Linked DNA regions of Mus musculus: region 2 is linked to region 1. A link is a contact called in public HiChIP or PLAC-seq data. All regions are on one chromosome and are shown on one strand. The core of a region is the stretch at or near the end of the contact, and the rest is flanking DNA. Distances in the headings are between cores, read along the strand shown.

What was found. HiChIP or PLAC-seq counts read pairs in DNA pulled down with a chosen protein or histone mark.
Region 2: a contact with region 1 is called in an H3K27ac HiChIP or PLAC-seq map of heart atrium, with 10 read pairs. The contact joins the enhancer-like site here to the promoter of Adamtsl2 in region 1. A contact is called at or near these places in 20 of 39 promoter capture datasets (the 3T3-L1 cell line, 3T3-L1-derived adipocytes, the C10 cell line and 13 more), 15 of 484 Hi-C or Micro-C datasets (B cells, the HPC-7 cell line, the MPC-11 cell line and 12 more), 14 of 115 datasets of contacts at active chromatin or transcription factors (the 230-238 cell line, the HPC-7 cell line, T-cell acute lymphoblastic leukemia and 11 more) and 5 of 9 other capture datasets (adipose tissue, embryonic stem cells, liver and 2 more).

Annotation. Positions count from the first base shown.
Region 1 is chr2:27,076,309-27,083,480 of GRCm38.p6, reverse strand. It overlaps Adamtsl2 (ADAMTS-like 2), which reads right to left and starts at 4,102. Exons shown (of 19, transcript NM_029981.2): 1 at 3,908-4,102; 2 at 1,687-1,777; 3 at 957-1,099; 4 at 206-281. The coding sequence starts at 1,776.
Region 2 is chr2:27,206,268-27,212,898 of GRCm38.p6, reverse strand. It overlaps Sardh (sarcosine dehydrogenase), which reads left to right. Exons shown (of 21, transcript NM_138665.2): 17 at 1,795-1,888. Among named protein-coding and RNA genes, the nearest start is that of Sardh, 38 kb to the left of the region's middle. Within about 2 kb of position 2,583, at least 60 of the 459 cell types and tissues checked have an H3K27ac peak or open chromatin away from gene starts, as enhancers often do. A contact at or near this core is called in the HPC-7 cell line, the N1E-115 cell line, T-cell acute lymphoblastic leukemia and 5 more, where this site is marked.

The DNA of each region.
Region 1 (7,172 bases), core at 2,853-5,352:
CTGTCTGGTGTTCAAATTTCCAAGGCTATGGGACTATAGTAGGAGAATGCACTAAGAGTTCAAGAAACAGATAGGAGTCCAAGACATCCTACCAAAGGGGAGACAACACGCAGCTTTGAGCGCCCAAAGGACTTAGCGTGAGCCTGGGCATCAGCCAGCCTAAACAACAGGATGCCATGGTCCAAGGGCAAGACTGGGGCCTCACCTGCACTCTGCAGAGCTGGTACCGTTTGGACGTGCCCACACAGGTCCTGTTCCCTGTGCCTGGAACAGACTTCCTCCTGGTGGGAAAATGTGGTACTGAACTAGGGCTGGGTGGCCAGCTGTGGATCCCGATACCTGTTCAGCCATGGACTAGCTTCCAGTAGCCTCCCTGGCTCATAGGATGGCATCTGATCCCACTCTGACTTCCCAGCACCCGTAACAGAATTGTACTGTACAGAACCAATGAGTAACATCCATGTTTGCTGAGGCTAACATGCAAATACATGTGGTGCTAACATGCAAATACATGTGGTGTCATGTGTGCCCAGAATCAGGAGCTGGCTTCATCATGCTCTTCACATGAAACCACAGATGAGGAAACTGGTGTTCAGAGAGGTTAAGTGCCCTGTCCAAGGTCACACAGCTTAGAAAGAGCAGAAATAAGACTCAAACCCAAGTCCCTCTGAAAGCAAAGGCTCTTAGCACCTTGCCCTGTGCTCTTCCATGCTTCAGAAGACACGGGGTCTTGCTCCTCAGTGGCAAAGCCCTATAAACAGTCCTTGCTTTCTGATACTCCCTCTCCAGCACCCCAGAAAACCATTGTTAAGGACTTGTCAGAAGCTCTCTGCCCAGTGGATGCCTACGGGAAGAGAAGCCTGCGTACATCAAATGTGAGCCCAGAGGAAAAGCCACCAGGCCACTGGCCAGGCTGCCTCTCCCCACGCACCTTTGGGGGTTTCTGGTGAACTCACCTCTGTTGAAGGCAGTGGCGCTCCTGGGATGTCACCCCGCCCCCACAACTGCGGGAACATGCTGTCCACTTGGTCCACTCCCCCCACCAGTAGGCAGTGGTGTCAGCACCTCCCTCTAGGCTGTTGGATGTGGGGCTGTTGTCCTGGGTAAAAAGCACCCCCCAATAGTAAGGAGAGACTCAACCATAACAGAAGAAACCTGAAGATGCAGCTGAGGGGAAAGAGGATGAGGCAGCTTCCTATTGGACTGGTGGGCGGGTCTCTCAGATGGCTGGAGAGAACTCCATTGATGAGCACATGTGCCCCCATCTAAGGGCTGAGCATTTTTGGATTTAGCTGGTACCTGAGGCATATCTAACTTGTCTTGCTTTCTCCCTCACGGCCCACACTTCATCTGCACTTGCAGGCTCGCCCCATACACACCTCCTGTCCACATGCCTTATACTAGGCCCTTGCTGGAAAGAGAGACACCAGACACATGTCACTCTCTAGCGAGCTGGTCAGGGACTCAGGGATGGCCAGAGTCCCAGGTCAGGGGCTGGTCTGACCAACACCCTGAACAAGTTTCTGGAGCCAAATCGAACATCAATACCCCTGGGCATGACCCTTGCTACACAGCCCTCCAAAGTCAGCCCACTCCAGTATGAGCTCAACACCTAGCTGAGAAGCATGTTGGGGGGGTTGTAGGGGGGGGGGAACAATAATGACTGGACAATGGCATACTACTCACGGAAGCCTCCGTAGGTGCCGCACCCCCAGCCACAACTGCTACAGCCAGCAAGGACCAAGCCCAGTGTGGATGCTGCCGTCTGCCATCCATCCTACGAAGCAAGACCCCGTCACTACCAGGTCAGGCTCTGCTTTGGAGATAAGCTCTCTGGTTCTTCCAGTGTTTCAAGTGGTAAGGTTATCTGGCATCCTATGGTAGTGGCTGCCATGTGAGAGGGACCGAGCCATCCATCTGGGCTCAGCAAGCAGCTTGGTAAGTAATTACAGATGTCTGCCCTGCTTAGGCACAAAGGGATGGTGTGAATGCCAAGTCTGAGCCACCCTTCATCTGAGGGCCTCTGCCAAGCTTTGCCCCTGGAGAATGTCTGTGGAGAACAGAGACAACTCAGGAGACTGGAAGAAGCCCAGCCTGGCAGAGTGGTCATTGTGAAGAGAGCTATTAACCAGGTTCAGCCCACTGTCTAGTTTGGATCGCCTTGGGAGTTTTACCTGCTTTACATCGGTTATAGATGGGATACCCTCCTTCTTCTTGAGCAATGGCAGCCTTCCCTTCCCAGAGGAATCCTCACAGCCAGGTATCCAGCAATCTGGTCCTCAGGTGCAACACAGCTCAGGGGTCTGGGCCCTCCTCTCTCTCTTTTTTATTAGATATTTTCTTTATTTACATTTCAAATGCTATCCTGAAAGTCCCCTATACCCTCCCCCCCACCGCCCTGCTCCCCTATCCACCCACTCCTACTTCTTGGCCCTGGCATTCCCCTGTACTGGGCATATAAAGTTTGCAAGACCAAGGGGCCTCTCTTCCCAATGATGGCCAACTAGGCCATCTTCTGCTACATATGCAGCTAGAGACATGAGCTCCGGGGTACTGGTTAGTTCATATTGTTGTTCCACCTATAGGGTTGCAGACCCCTTCAGCTCCTTGGGTACTTTCTCTAGCTTCTCCATTAGGGGCCCTGTGTTCCATCCTATAGATGACTGTGAGCATCCACTTCTGTATTTGCCAGGCACTGGCATAGCCTCATACAAGACAGCTATAACAGGGTCCCTTCAGCAAAATTTTGCTGGCATATGCAATATTGTCTGGGTTTGGTGGCTGATTATGGGATGGATCCCCGGGTGGGGTAGTCTCTGGATGGTAAGTCTCCATCCTTTCGTCTTAGCTCCAAACTTTGTCTCAGGGCCCTTCTCTCTTGAGAGAACAGAGATATGGAGGAGGGGCAGAAGGAGGTACAGCCTGCACCTGGCTCCTGATTCCCTTCCAACAAAACAGCCCCTCAAACCCAAACACCCACCAAGGGTTACGGTGAATCAAATCAAGAGAGCTTCCAGCCTTGCTGCTCCAACTCTCAGAATGGCTGCTGCGCACCTCAATTTAAACCCTGTCCTAGAAAGGAAGCTAATGTAGCTTGTCCCAGGTGGGTGTCATCTGCTGGTGAGTTAGACAATGGGCTTCAGAAAAAAGAGGCAGCTTGCCCAAAGCCACACAACAAGGTAGCCTACTGCCCCCTCCCCCACCACACACACACACACACACCACAGAGCAAACTTAGGGACTCAGTCGCACCCAGCAATTCCAGGGGAAGAAAGTCTGGAAATGGTCAGCACCCTCGAAGCCCTGATACCAACTGTCCTACTGTCCTACTGTCCTTCTGTCCTTCTCCCTCTCCCTTTTTTTCTCCCTCCCTCCCTCCTTCTCCTGCAGGTGTCCAGGAGCTTGGTCAGCATCACCCTTACGTCCACCCACCCCCGACACTGAAGGTCTCCATCTGAGTCCCTATTTTCACTCCAGCACAGAGTCCCCATCTCACACAGTCCCATTAGCCTCCATGGCTCCCCAGTCCCTGCTGCTGCCAAAGACAGGTGCCCAGTCAGCCTCACACTTGGTTTTCATTAAGGCTCCCAGACACTGCTGGATTCCAGCCAAGTCCAGCTCAAACAGGATCCATCTCTCCCTAGGGTCCAAAACCTTCAACAGGCCCACCACAGCATGGCTTTGCAGACCAGACAGCAACTGCTAGTACCAAGGTTGTTGCCTCAGGACCACCCTGCCACTGTGTGGCATAGGTTGTTCCCCCCTTTCTCTGTGGTTGAATACCCTCACCAGGGGCTGGGACATCCCCCGGCCCCCATTCTGAACAGCTTGGCTGGTCTGGGATAAGCTACATCTCACACCTCCCAAAGACCACAGTATGAGCAGGGACAAGTATGTAGTGGCCTACCTCACCCAGGGTCAGCAGGTTGTCCTCCTTTTAGAGAAAAGGGTGAGAGCTACTGCCAGGTGCACGGTGCAGGAAGGTGAGTGCAGAGATGTGCGGGCTCTGCCTGTCTCTGGTCCTGCTTCCCCAGCTGCCTCCCTCTCCCACTTCAAAGAGCATTCAAGGGAGGGGGTTCCCAGGAGGGGCTCTCAGCCCAGTGGCTGCTCTGTGGCCGCAGCTGCCTTTATAGCTGTCAGGCAGACGGGGAGGAACTCACACTTCCCACCGCTGCTCCCCCGCCCAGCCTGCTGGCGGCTGGCCGGGCGCACACTTTAACCCGCTCTGCTCCTCTGGAGTATGGCCAGGCTGTCCAGCTGCCTGCTGGCTGCTGCTGCCACAGTCCAGGATCAGTGAGTGAGCCTGAGACTGGCTTGCCTAGGTCCAGAGTGACTGACCCTAATGGATCAATTAGCCTGAGGTCATGTGGAGGGAGGTTGGCAGTGGTGGAGCGGAGCCCCCTTGACCCACCCATCTAACTTCAGCTTCCAGAGAAGGCTGGAAACCATGTGATGTCCAGGCTTTCGGCTCCTGTTCACAGGGAAGACACAGAGGTCCAGACATTGCACGGGTGCAGGCCACCCTCCGTCCTTGGAAAACAGACCTGAACAACGGAGGAACTGAGATACATCCAGAGATCAACCAACCAATGGCTCCAGGGAGAGGAAGAGGTGGCTACAGCCTATCGACCAGATGTCTAGGAAGATCGTCGGCACGGGGTATTCTGCAGATGTTTGGTACCAGCTTGGCTGGACCCCACAGCAGCTGGGCAGCTATTGGCAAGCAAGCAGGACTCAAGAGCTCTGTCCCTGCTGAGCTAGAGCTGAAGTCTTATGAATCCAAGAGGACTTTGGATGATGAGATGTCTGCTCTGACATTTCCTGCTCTCTGAAGCACCCCGTCCTGGAAAACAGGCACCTTCAAATGCTAAGTGATTCTGAAACAACATCCCACAAGCTGGCTGAGCCATTTCATCCATGCCTCTGTCCCTGTAGTGGGGACTGGAAGTCCTCTCCTTTTCTCTGTCCCTCCCTCTTGTCCCTCCCTCTGTGCTAGATGATAAGCTTCTTCAGCTGCCTCTTTGGGCTGCTAAGAGTGATACCCTGGGGGAAGTCTTGTGTCTGACCACCAGACCGCAGCCAAGAACAAAGCAACCAGCAAAAACCAATCAGCACCCAGCCTCTCTGTGAGGCTTGAGTCAGGTGACAAGCATCTTCATCATCTGTACTTTACCGAGGAGAAACTGAGGCTGGGAAGTGGAGTGGTCTGCTAAAGCCACCAGTCAAAGTTGTGACAGATACAGGTTGCGGCGCTGCTCTGCCACACACCCTCTCCTTCTGCCTGGTTCTTCAAAGATGCTGGCTGGCTCTCCCAGCTTAGACTGCGACAGGGGGCAGAGGGTCAGCTCTCACTCTGCCGGTGTTCAGTAGTGACTGACCTTAAGGTATTCAGCTTCTGTTCTCTGTCACCCTGACCTCCCATGACCCTTATCCAGGCTCACACTGCCCCCCTGGGGCCAATAAGAAGAAGCACAGACATTCTACAACCTGACACACAGCACACACACACACATGCATGTACATGTGCACAGGATCTCACTGGCAGACCCAGATCAGATCTCCCTTATTCTGGAAGCCTCTGCCACTTCTCCTCCACCCTGGCTGACTACCAGACCCTGTACACCCTGGAGCCGACCCAAGATCTCCTGGCACTTCTGGCTTCCACATGCTCCAGCGCCGGGGTGACTAACAGTTTCCCTTGGGAGGGACCCCACAGCCAACTGACATGCCCACTCGGCATCTTCCTTTGGCCTGGCCACTTGGAAGACAGACCTGTGGAGATGTATCGTTGCCTTTGTGATGCCCACGAGTGTGTGACTCTCTAGGTACTGGCTTCCTGCATTAGCTATGCCTTCATTTCCCTATGGAAGATCCTTAGGAACTTCCATATCCAAGACTCCCTGGCAGTCATAACTACTTGGTCCACAATGGGCTGAGGATTTCAGAGAGATTGAAAAAGACTAAACTCCACCCCCCAACCAGGTTCCTCCCCTACCCTGCATCTTCAGAGTGTTCCCTCATACCGATGAGGGTGGATACTCAACTGTCAAGTGCCCTGAACCAAAGCTGTATAGCATTAAACAATAAAATGTCATGATGTGCCAGGAGAAGTGTACTGATGAGAAAGTTTTGTCCTGCTTTCTGAGTGGGGACATTTTGTGCTGAGTCTCATAAATGACCTGTCCATGCAGTCCAGGGGACCACTGTGACCCCCATTCCTCACTCCATCCACCAAGCTTCTGGGGCCTGAGGTAACCTAGAGTCACCGAAGGAGCCAGTGGCTCTGGTCTGGTTCCTGTCTGACTCTTCCGTACATGCTTAGACCCCCAACCTGCTCTTCCGAAGCTTCTTTTTCTGGGGTGTGGGGGGCTTTCCACAAGGACCCTATGACTTTATTTCCTGAAATGGCCCATCAGACTTGAGGCTAGTACTCCTTCTGAGGTTCAGCTAAAACCTGAAGGATGGACATTCTTGAGTCTCTGCTGTTCCACTCACTGTAGGCTGCCCAGGAATGGGGGTTGCATACTCCTGGGTGACCAGGTGAGAAATAGCATAGCATGTACTAGGCTAGACCACAAAGCAGAAAACTGAATTTCCCACTGATCTTGTCCGTGAATACTGGCTTTTTTGTGAAGCCTACATATGAAGTTCAAGTTGAGGAACCCAAGCCTGTGTCTCAGTATAACTCCTCAGTTGACTGTGGTCTGAGATTGCATGAAAAAGGGGCTCCTTTATCCCCCAAATCAAATCAAGAACAGGGTTAGAAGACCTAATGTGGCCGGAGGTGAGATGTGGCTGGCACTCCATAAACCGAAAGCTGAGAGGCTGGGTACTCAAGTTATGGCTAGCCAAGGAATGCTGGTACTGCAGACTCCTGGGAGATCACAGCTTGCCTATGGTTGTTCTAGACACAGCAGCAAAAGCTAGGGACATCCCACTGGACCTGCAAACCTAGGAGAAGGTTCCCTGCCCAAAGAACCCATGGGCACCCCCACTAACTCCTCTGCCATTAGCCTGTATCCTCTAATCCTGAGATTAAGAGATGTGTAATAAGGAATGACAAAAAGTAAACTTTGATGAGACCTTTTTGGTTAGTTTGGGTTTTTTGAGGTCAAACTGTGAATGTTTGAAAGTGCTTTTGGAATACCTTTTTCAAGCCAAATTAAATCTAG
Region 2 (6,631 bases), core at 1,334-3,833, 130 kb before region 1:
AGCCTCCTATAGTTGCTGGGGGCAGACAGAGCTATGTGGGATGGCCACAATTGTCACTCAGCATGAGCCCCAGGTGCTAGATACATGGTTTTGTGATTCTATGAGGGTTCTCTAAAGCTCCACTTGGCAGCCACAGCCAAGGCCCAGGAGGTGCTGGGACTGGCCCCTAGGACTCCAGCTGGACTCTTTCCCCAGGCCACCTGTTCTCCAATGAAGGACTATAACCTTGGCAGACCTGGGTGGCTGTCCTCTGGGGCTGACACCCCAGCCTTCGTCACAGTCCTTCAAGCCCCACTTTAGAGGCTGTATGTAGTGGCATCTATGCCTCATGAGGAAGAAAACACAGCTCTGTATTCTGCCAGACTACCTCTCTGCTGTGTGGCTGCCCCCGGGGCTGTGGGAGCCTGGGTTCTAGGAGGTCTGGAGGCAGCAGAGCAGAGCTGAACCTCTAGGGCTAACACCACGTGGGGCTGGGGTTACATAAGGATCTTGGCAGAAGGCAGTGGCTGAGCACCTCAGGCGGGCGTGGGTGGCAGCTCCCAGCTCTGTGGGGTGGGGATTTGGGCTGGCTGCACTTCTGAGCACTTGCTGCAGCCCCCTGGGACCCCTTATGGTTAGAAGTGGGCGTGTCTCCAGGCCTAGGGTACTTGCTCTTCTGCCTGTGTTGAGCCCAGAGGCTTGCAGTTGGCATCACTCGCCAGATAACTGTGTTCAAGCAGTAGGCGGTGTAGGGTCCTATTGCCCTGGCTTAGAGGGCTGGGCACAGCAAAGAGAGAGAAAAATGGCAGACACCTCTGTAGTCACACAGGGACCCCTGGGGAGGGAATCCAGGGGCACTGCCTAGAGGAGGTGACTACTGGATGGGTCAAGAGCTGAAGGGTGACAGAGGGTCAAATATGACAAGGAGCAGGGCTGGAGAATGGAGGGACACAGGAGAGGTGACCTGGGAGGGGGTGTGTGGGCTTGTGGTAGGTGGGCTTGGGGCGTGGGCCTGCAGGATCTTGTCTGTTTCACAGCAGCAGGGCCTGAGCTGGGCTGCAGCAGAGTAGGGAGGTGAGAGAGGGAGACTGGCTGAGGCTGGTGCAGAACAATAGAATGTACCTCAACGGCACAGCTCAGAGTAGCAATGGACATGTGAGGACGGAGCGTGATGTGGTTTAGAAAAACAGTGGACATGACAGTAGGACTCACTGTGATGTGATATGGTTTGAAGAAGATGCGTCCAGTGCTGTAAGGACACCCAGCCATGAGCACTAGGTATGGCCCTGTTCTCTTGTCCACCAGGCTGGGACTCTAATCTCTCTGCCTCCTTGTGACTCCTGTGAGGCTGAGACCCACTGCAGGCAGGACTCTTGGGTTTGGTTGGGGGATGCACCAGGTGATGGTGGTGGTGGCAGTGACAGCAGTGGTGGTGGTAATGGAGGTGGAGGAGCAGTACAGTGTCCTATGCTCCCTGCTGAGTCCTGTCTACTCACCACAGCTTGACCTTTGACTCTGCTATATAAAACAGAGGCACAATTGCCAGTTCCTCGCAGTGACCACCATTGTGACTCAGGTGGGATCCAGGGTGCTTGGTAGTTGAATAACTCTATTTTAGTTGACCATCCTGTAGCGAGAACTCACCTATAGCCCGGCTTCCCTGACAGCCCACAGGAAGGTGGCTTTCTCATATGGTGGCACTTGTAGCCTGTCCCTACCAGGTCGTCTAGATTTATTGTCTTCCTCCCGCTGGTATTGGCTCACTGGCCAGGAACACCTGAGGTTGTGACTCACAGACTCTGTTCTTGTTCACAGCCGTGACATCCTGCAGGATGTGCTTGATGCTGACCTGAGCAACGAGGCCTTCCCCTTCTCCACCCACCAGCTGGTGAGAGCCGCCGGGCACCTGGTAGGTAGCAGTGACCGTCAGCCTCTGGGGGCTGGAGTGTGGTGGCGGCAACTTTTAGCAAAGGTTGGGTGGGCCTGGGAGTCTGGTACTTTCGGGCAAGTCTCTTTATCTCCCTGGGCCTCAACTCCCAAGGTCTGTCAGAGATGCTGGCAGCCAGCCTGACCCAGGAGGGAGCTCAGAGAGGCATGATGGCATCAAGATGCAGTGCCATGTGATTTCCTCCTGGTTTCCTGGCAAGTGACAAAGCCCAGCTCTTCCGCGGTTATGGCTATCATCTTCATCAGGGTCCCCTGGGACTCCGGGGGCTCTCTGGGTGATGCTGGGTAGGGAATCTGGGCCCTAGCTCCTGGCTGGCCCCCGCCATTTCCTGGGCCTCAGACTCCTGGCTGGGGAATACACGTTGTGCTTTCCATCTGGGATTCTCAAGGCTGATGGAGAAGGTGATGATGCCATATACCAAGTATCATTATCCCCTCCCAGGGGGGATTAGAGATCCTGACCTTGGCCCATAGGTCCCGGCAGTGCCCCCTAGTGGTGACTCTGAGAGGTGTGTCCTGGCAAGGCTGGCTTGCCCACGAAGGCCATCCTGGATCATTTATTTTCCGCAGCTTTTGCAGGGGCCCCAGGCCGGGCTGCATGAGTGTTACTTCCCTAGACTGAGTTTAGAGAATCTGGATGTCTTGCCCAGGTTGCCCAAATGACAATGCCCCCCAAAACAAAGATCTGTGCTGGTGACACACATGCCTGCAGCGGGGCAAGGACACTGTTAGGCATGTTCTGTCCTCTCTACTTGGCCATCTCTAGGGTTTTTTTTTTTTTTTTTTTTTTTTGTGGAGAGATGTGGAGGGCTATCAGTTGGAGAATGAGATTCCTGCCCACAAAAGGGCCAGACATCCTGGGACCAGGCTGGAACCTGTCAGCAAATAAACAGAGTGGCGCTGAGTGCTAAGGAGGATGCTGCCAGCGGGAGCGGGTGATAAAGGCCGCCACGTGGGCTGCACTCCACCTCCCCTCTGGAAGCTGCACCAGGGTTCAGGAAGTGGGGTGGGGGTTCTCTGTCTAGCTTGTTTCCTGCCTCATTAATGCAAAGCTGCTTGCTGGGACCAGAGAGGGTAGGTGCTCTGAAAGAGTAGTGGGGTGGGGTCCTAGGACATGGCAGCCTCCAGACCTTCAGACTCTCTAGCTTGGGTTGTTCATGAGGGCATCCTGGTGGCATTTGTGTTGGTATATTCAGCATCCAGAGTCCAGTTTTGATCAGGGCTGGGTTCTGCTGTGTGGAGGAAAGGAAAGCCGTGTCCCGCTTCCACTGTGCCGAGGCTTGGCACAGCCTCAGCCTGTGTGTGGTTTGGATGTTCGTGGAGGGAAGACCAGGTGGGAATATATCCCCTCCTGTCAAGATCAGCATCCTCCCACCACTAGCAGGACCACCGTGGGGTCGGGTGGGGGGAGCAGCGTGGGGTTCCCAACTCCAGCTGCTTCCTCCCATGGGACCCTGTCCTGGCCATGGCTGCCTCCCAGCCCTCCCAGGCTGCCCGGGAATCTTCACCTGGGGCCTGGGAGTTAGGCCAGGGCCCAGGCTGAGCTGACACAGCTCATATTGCCCAGGGTCACGGGCAGGCCAAGCCCCAAAGTAAGTGTCTGGTCTGGGGATCATGTATTCACTGGCTACTCGTGCCTCTGCCAAGCTGACTTATGGTGGCATAAGATACATATGAAATAATGCCCATGGCCTGGCTCACAGTATAGGCCTGCCATCCCAGCTGTGCAGACACCAAGGCAGAAGAACTGAACGTTCAAGATCAGCCTGGTCAACTTAGTAAGAGCCTGCCTCAAAATAACAAGTAAACAGAGAGCTGTGCTGTAGCTCAGTGGTAGAGTGCTTGTCTGGCGTGTGTGAAAGCCCAGGTTCAACTCCAGCGTTATAAAAAACAAGCAGGAGGAAGAAAGAAAGAAAGAAAGAAAGAAAGAAAGAAAGAAAGAAAGAAAGAAAGAAAGAAAGGAGAAAGAAAGGAAAGAAAGAAAGAAAGAAAGGAAAGAGAGAGAGAGAAAGAGAGAGAGAGAGAAAAAGAAAGAAAGAAAGAGCCACAAACACCAGCATTCTGTTTCCAACCATAGCTGTGCAGCAAAGGCTGGGTACCCAGTCCAACTCAGACCTCACTTCCGTAGCACATCCTTGGGACACAACCTTGACCTCACTCGGCCTTGCTTCTTTCAGCTCTGGAATAGGGTTGTGGTCCAGAGCCCATGGCATGATTACATAAAGATGGCCTTCTCCATGTGGCAAAGACACACTGACCAGCACAGGTCACCAAACGCTTGGCTGTGTTGTAAAATATGAGAAAACTCAAGAAAGCTCAGCCATCCATCCCTAGAGGCTGGTGTGTCTACTTCATGACAACATCTGCCTGTTTGTAACTGTGCCAGGCCTGTTCTCTGCACAATGGCCGTGGTCCTCACATCGCTCTGTTCTCTAGTTGTGCTTGTTCTTTGCCCACTCCCCTGCCTTAGTGGTAACCACGTTCAAACATCATGGGGTCCATGTCTTCTCTTGGAAGCAGCCTAGCGGCAGATGTCTTTGTACACGGTGCTATGAGTTTTCTGTCCAGAGAAAGGAACTGGTAAGTGAACCCACTGAGTCAGACAGCCTGCCCTACCCGCTTATTCTTGGCCACACCCCTTTCCAGTGCTGTCCTACATCTGGCAGGAGAGGAGAAGACTGTGCTCTCAAGACCAGGGTTCTTGTCTTGGGGAGACTGATTGTGCAGTGAGCTGGGAAGCCCAGAATCCTGCAGATCCCTGAGGATTACATGCCTAGGAGAACATGGTACATGAGAGAGCATCCAACATGGGACGACTCTGGGTCCTATTTCAACCAGCTGGTCACACAGTGGGGCTATCAGATGGATGGGCCCATGTCTTTGAGGCCAGACATTGGCAATGCCTCGTCAAAGCTGGCTCCCTGGCAGTTTCTGCCAATGTACCTCCTGGTACCGTGTACATATGGCACCAGTGTGGACCATCAGAGTTCTAGTGTTTGGATCTGAACCCTTGGTGTATTCCTATTGTACAGCTGCCCCACCCCCCAGCAGCCCCTCCCCTGGCTCTAGAATGAATTCCAGATGTGTTGGCTAAAAGCACCTGTGGGACTGGGCCAGACCTAGTGATGAGAAGGAAGGTGCAGCCCGCTCTCTGTGAGTGCATCCCCACCCATAGGCTCAAGGGAGCTTGCAGCTGCAGCTCAGGGCAGTGGAGAATGGCTGCCACTGCCCAGGGGATGGACTGAGAGTCCCTGGAAGTGCTCACAGGGAGGATTGGGCCTTTGTTAAGTTTGACGTGGAGATGCCAGTGTCTTGTTGCCCAGCTGCCAGCAACCATGAGCCTGGGGGCCACTTCCCTGAGAAGATGAGCTAGTCTCATAATGTATGGTTCACTATAACACAAGAAAAGTCTGCCGTGGGGTAGATTTGAAACACCCAGAAACACTTGACGCCTGGTCCTGAGCACAGCTAGCTATTCTCGCTTATCCTGCTTCCTCAGAGATCATGGCCACACAGTTGGGAGGATCTCTGAGGACAGGGCTTGCCAGGTCATTGAACAGAGCTCCAGGGACATGCAGGCTAGAGTAGGAGTGGAGGCACAGGCTGCAGCTGAGGTTACGTAAGACTGTGCCCTGCCAGGGACTCCTGTCCCAGTGACCCCACCTTCTCCCAAGGGCCTGAAAGAGGGTTAGGCCAAAGAGAACAAGACTGTTCCGGTGGCGTCCATGCTATGGTTTGGGCTGACCTGGAAAGTTGTCTCTCAGTGTGGCTCAGGACACACACCTCAGTGGCTTAAGCCTCTCCATAACTTAGCCAACAATAAGTGACAGTTTAGCCTCTGGTGGCACTTCAAGCTGTAGAGGCTGGCTGGTCACTGCCCTGACCCCAGAGGTGGGGCACACAGGCAAGTGGGGGAGGGAACAGGGAGCTGGGCAACAGATATGAAAGGGTAGTATATACCAACACTTCTGCGCTACCCTGACCCTCAGAACAGGGAGGTAGATGTTGGCCTGTTGGCCTGGAGTCTTATGCCTGTCTTCTTGGGCCTCAGTTTCCTCGGCAACAGTACAAAGTCTAGACAATGTCAAAAGTGCTTTGTGGTGCGTCACATATATCTGCTCAAATACTGAATCCTCTTGGAATCCAGGGGAAATTTCATATTCTAAGTGATATCTTGTGCTGGCTTAAAACTGTGTTGACAAACTGTCCATCAGCATGTGGAGGCTCTGGGGCCAGAACATGGAGCCAGGCCACGTATTTATAGATCAGTTGGCGTCTAGCCCACCAGCTGCAGGAGAGGAATGTGTGTGTCTGCGTAGTCAGCAAATGCCAGGTCGAGCAGAGACGTGAGCAATGACTTTGGTGAGCGCCAAGTTCCGCAGACCCTGTCCTGTGGACCAAGGCCCAGGACCCTGCTGTGGCTGCCAGGTTCCACTCATGACAGGACCTGGTCAGAGATGCCCAGCCACACGCACTGACTTTTGCAATAGCACTTCTCTGAGATGCCTTTGCTTGGGCCAGACATCTACAGTCTTTGGATTCCTAGAGGAAGAAGAGGGCTGGGGAAAGTGAGTGTCCACTCAGCAGCCAACAGACCAGCTGCCTTTGCTCCTCACATAGTTGCCTCAAGGCCAGCGAGATTCCCCAGCGGGGAAGAGCTTTCCCGGCGAGTCTCCCAGAGCTCAGCTCAGCCAGTACTGGGTCA